2 separate regions of the Cyprinus carpio genome follow, and region 2 is linked to region 1. Evidence: chromatin contacts called from public Hi-C data. All regions are on one chromosome and are shown on one strand. The core of a region is the stretch at or near the end of the contact, and the rest is flanking DNA. Distances in the headings are between cores, read along the strand shown. Region 1 holds the start of LOC122134206 (transmembrane protein 267). Region 2 holds the start of sigmar1 (sigma non-opioid intracellular receptor 1).

Region 1 (2,672 bases), core at 47-2,546:
AATATTATTTTTTGTTTTTTTTGGTAGCGATTAATCATTCAGCAAATACAATAATGCAGTATTTTCAGAACAATTAGGCATCTAATTAAGATTATTATAAATTATATTTATTAATTTATAATTACTGTAACTGTAAAAACTGTAATATATAAAAAAAAAAAGAGACAAAAGGCCTCACTTTGAGTGACAGTGACCCAGCCGTGTAGAAGTGGTCCAGGTCAATGACAGAAGCCAGAAACCCGGCCAACACGACTTCATAGAAGTCACTCTTCTTCCTCAACCCGATGACGATGGCCCATGACCAGAGTCCGATGATGCCGTGGACGGCGTTATCGAGGACAGCCCTGAGCCACAGATGGTGCTGGATGAAGGGGAGCGTCAGAAAGGGGTCGGCGAGGAAGCAGAAAGCGCCCAGGCCCGCGCTGGCTAACAGAGACGCGGTGCTGAAGGTCTGGAGCAGGGCCTGAGCTTTCTCAGTCTCCACGGCCAGGTTCAGCGGCATCGCCTTGCCCAGAGATGAGGAGTCCAGCTTGGAGTAAAAGCCCCTCATCGCTGGCCTCTTCCATGGAGGGGTCCGGTCCCCGATCTGCTGGAGACACAAACACACACTGATTACAGCAGGACAGACAGTGCTCTCAAAATAAGATTTAAACCTGTCAATTAACACATCATGTTTGCATATCTTCAATAAAGGCATGAGCAGATCAAACATTCATAATAATATTAGCAGCAGCGTTATATATAAACATATACTGACACATACGACCTGAAAACAAACCGCCGTTGTGTATATTATATAACACCAAAAATAAAATAAGAAAGACATTACATATAAAATCATTGCATTAGAGTCTAATGTGATGCAGGCTGTCTGGATATTTCACATGTAGAGTTTTAAGTCTTGCAAAACTGCACTGTAATTCTGATTTTACATTGAAATACATAAATCAGTATTATGATCGGACATCTTTGTCTCGCGAGGGATGTTCTTACACAATTAGCATTAGCTTTGCTGCTAACTAGCTCATCAGCTAATTCACTGCTCAAGGCAAAAGACTGCATTTATTAGCCAAGATAACAACATTCACATGAAACCTCTAAACCGGTACTGTCCTCACACTAAATCAGAAGCCTGCTGTATTCACACACACTTCTCTCCTCACCTCATTTCACTCTCTTCTCTTCCTCACCGGCCTGACAACGGACTTATGCTTCCTAGAGACGTTTGATTCATGAATCACTGAACCGGTTCATCGAATTGAATCGCGAGTCGAACTGAAATGATTCCAACACGAGTCAGATCATAGTTTTTTTTTGTTTTTGTTTTTTTTTACTTGTGAATTAATGTATCTATACAGCAAAAGTTGTTGTTGTTGTTGTTGTTGCTGTTGTTTTTAGTCAGTAAATGAATTGCAATAATATGGACTTTCCATGCATAGTAATTCCAAATAATCAATTTACATTTTTTTTTTTTCTTGATCAGGTGGTGGTTAAATCTCCAATAAGAACGTAGAATACATCAGCTTTGAAGGTAGGCTGTGCTCTCTCCGTCTCTCCTCTCAGTCACTGTTTTCAATTTAAACATCTCATATTAACATTAATCACAGATCACAAATGTGTTTATTTTATATTATTTGTATTTTTTTTAATATACACAATAAATGGAAACAAAGATGCTGCCATCTGCTGGGGAAATAGTTGTTATATTAATAAAATAAAAATAAATAAAATCTTTCAGCATTCCATACTTAATTTAAAAGGACAAATTAGGGCTTTTTCTGTTTCAGTCATGATTATTCCAACAACTAAACTGTAAAGTGTACTGAGTTGTCTAAAACAATAAATACATGTCGTTCATTACTCAAAATCCCATTTATGATTAGAATAATTACCTATTCTAAACACAAGATACGCAACATTATAAAGACTGTACATGCACATTCATAAATACAACACTTGACTGTCACTCTTTTAAACTTTTAGTTTATCACTAATCTAAATACACATGTGGTCTGCGTATGTCAGGGGGTTTAAGAGTTCATCCTCGGTTCAAGTCCTTAAGGAATCTCACAGAACAGAAGAGCTGTTTAACACTGGGACTGTGTGGACCAGTATGACAGGATGAACTGAGGTTATCACAGTCCTTAAGAGAGACTGTAATCATCTGATACTTGATGACATGAGTGATCGTACAGGACGTTTACACCCTGATATTTTCATGACAATGTTAAATCCTTGGGCCTGCATGATAAGTACTAATTTGTAACCTTTTTTTTTTTTTTAATGAGTGTAATATGATCAAATCAAGTGATACAAACAGTTACTTAATATAATACCATAGTACATCACACGTTGTAATTACAAAGGCTAGGATGTTAACGCTGGTCCGAAATGTAATCATACACAGACATGACCTAAGGCCAGATGAGATGATTGAACTGTGCAACATGGTTCATTGTAAACAAGGCAAAAAAGTATCAACAACCTAGTATTTTATAGAGTGCTGGTGATATTTTGTTTCAAAATCTCCTCTGTCAGCATGACCTTTATGTGACAATGGGCTGGTTGTTTTGTCTGGGCTTTTGTTACGCAGGGAGGGTGTGGTTTTTGTAGCACATGTTCTAGATTGTTTTTAAATGTGGCCTTGGTGAGAGGTATTTGGACGTCACTGT
Region 2 (2,672 bases), core at 127-2,626, 640 kb before region 1:
TAAAGTAAATATGGGCTTATATATATATATATATATATATATATATATATATATATATATATATATATATATATATATATATATATATATAAAATAATTGAAATTAAAACAGTGTGTTTGTTTTGTTTATTTTGTTTTGAATTGTATTTTTTGTTTTTTTTGTATTGTATTGTTTTTTTTTTTTTGTTTTGGTTTTGTTTTTTTTTTTTGGTCTGTGTATATATATATATATATATATATATATATTCAACTTATACTTAATTACATATTTTATTTTAGTTTCAGTTTATTGTTATTGGTGATTCCCATTAGATTATCAATATAGTAATACAGTATTTTTTATGGTATTAAAGAAAAAATATTGAAAAAAAAAAATCACCATACAACATACACATAAATGTAATGGCAGTGAGTTTTTTTTTTTTTTTTTTGCAACAAGTTAATTAGATTGTAGTGCTTAATTTAAAATAATAATAGTGTCACAAGTGCAAAAAAAAAAAAAAAGAAGTCATGATCTTACAGTACGCTTCATGTTCTTTAAGCAAAATATATCTTTTTCTTTCTTTCTTTAGATTTTGAGGACAAATAAGGCCTGGAGATCTTCTTGACCCACCTGAATGTCCACCCGTGTCCACGGCCGTCCCGAACAGCAGCACATACTCTGTGAGAGAGGCGTGCAGCAGACACATGGAGCCCATCCAGCCGCCCGCATTCACAAACACCCACTGCAGGTCCTCGTCGGGCAGGATGTGACCCGGATACCTCTTCCTCAGCTCCACCACCACCTTAGAGAAGGCTTGCTCGTGGTCCTGGCCTGGGACACACAAACAAGCTTAGACATCCATCAGACAAGTGACAAGTTAGGAAGAGTCATTACTGGACTGTTATGTTATCAGATGTGGTATTTGCTTAAAATATATTTTAAACCACTCTTTTAGATTGACAATATGAGCATGTGAATACAACTCTGAAGCTCTGCGTTGCTAGTAAGTGTATATTCGTAATAGTACTATTGCTATAGAGACCAATTATCGCAATATCTTACCAACAGATGTAACTTCAGAATAAAGAGGTGATGTGTGTTTACTCACCTGCATACTGTTTGGCCAGCCTGGAAACGTCTTCTTTTGTAAACACATACTGTTTATTTGCCATCCAGTATCTTATAAACTGAACAGACAACCCCAGAAAACCAAGAACCACCACCATTTTTAAAACAATTCGTATTAAAGACATCGTAACCCGACCACAAATGACTGTTTAAAAGTAAAACGCTGCCTGAGATCGCAAAAGACATTAAACAGAGTTCATTCAGACACACGGCATGGCACACATGAAAGGTGACGGACGCTGACGTGAGGTGACGTCACGCCTGTGGCAACCAATCGGCTCCCACAAACGGCGAGTTCTAGTCCAATGAGATCGCTCAGGGGGCTACACGGAAGAAGGCGGCTCGAAGGTGCATCATTATCATCAACATTGCCACTAAAATACGCAAAATGTACCTGCGCTGTTTGTCGGTACAGTGAAGCATATCGAATAAATTAATGTATTTATGTATGCGGTATTATTTATATCCTCGAGGAACCTGTAAACAGTGCCAGCGCTGTTCGGGTTCTTCATCTTTAGAAGCCACATACTGCGTTTAACTGCGCAGCACTGTTCACTTGAGGACACTTAGGGAGGAAGATCAAGTGAAAACTTGAAACTCTAAAAAGAAGCAATTAATTTATGTTAAAAAACCCTAAACAGGTGATCGGATAGATTAGGTAATTACAGGGGAGTTTTATTAAACAGTAAGTGGTAGGACAGACAGTATCAGTAAACCCATGTTTAAACCAAAAGGTGAGGAATGTTTTCACATATTGACACATATGCATATTTATTCTCTAAGCTTTGAATTGTGCATGAGACAAATCTACATGTGATGTAACGTAATGACCTCTTTTTGTTTCATACTCCTGTGGATTGAATCCGCTGAAAATAGTGCTCTTGCTAGAGGAGTCACGTGATGGCTGGCTGTGCAGCGCTCATGTGATTTAACTGAATCATTTTACAGAATCGGTTCGTTCGGACAGTTTATGTCAATGAACCGGTTCAAACTGATTCACCAATTAGGCATCCCTTCTAAAGTTCCTTCACGGAATCATTTCTAAGAAAAATACATTTTTAGTTAAATACTTTTATTTACTACAGTGTTTTGAAATAGGTGATATAATTCTGTGGAAAGGACAGGTGGAGAAACAGCCAGAGGACAATATCCCACGGCATGACCCAAAAACCCCCTCTGTCCCGGCAGTGTGAGAGCTAATGGAGAGGGGAGCAACTGGACAGTTTCATAATTTACTTTCATCAGGATCTACAGTTTAGAAATTGTTTATGTTGTCCTTGCCCTATATATATATATATATATATATATATATATATATATATATATATATATATATATATATATATATATATATATAATTTTTATTTATTTATTTATTTTTTGAAAGATATCCGAGCTCTATTAATCTTATAACATTACCTCACAAAGAAAGATTCAATTTAATTTGTATTTTTATTGCAAATAAATAATCGTGAAAATGGTTTAATCAAATTGTAACAGATTTTTTTTTTTTTTTTTTGTACCTTAGAAAATAATTTTTAACAAAAGTCACATTTACATG

Evidence for each region. A called contact is a pair of places that touch in the nucleus more often than the background predicts.
Region 2: a Hi-C map of liver shows a contact between it and region 1, with 15 times the contacts expected there. The contact joins the promoter of sigmar1 here to the promoter of LOC122134206 in region 1. A contact is called at or near these places in 6 of 8 Hi-C or Micro-C datasets (liver, red blood cells and skeletal muscle).

The regions. Positions count from the first base shown.
Region 1 is chrA10:1,364,674-1,367,345 of ASM1834038v1, reverse strand. LOC122134206 (transmembrane protein 267) reads right to left here and starts at 1,296. Exons shown (of 3, transcript XM_042764678.1): 1 at 1,164-1,296; 2 at 179-586. The coding sequence starts at 550.
Region 2 is chrA10:2,003,170-2,005,841 of ASM1834038v1, reverse strand. It overlaps sigmar1 (sigma non-opioid intracellular receptor 1), which reads right to left and starts at 1,376. Exons shown (of 4, transcript XM_019111147.2): 1 at 1,092-1,376; 2 at 614-814. The coding sequence starts at 1,236.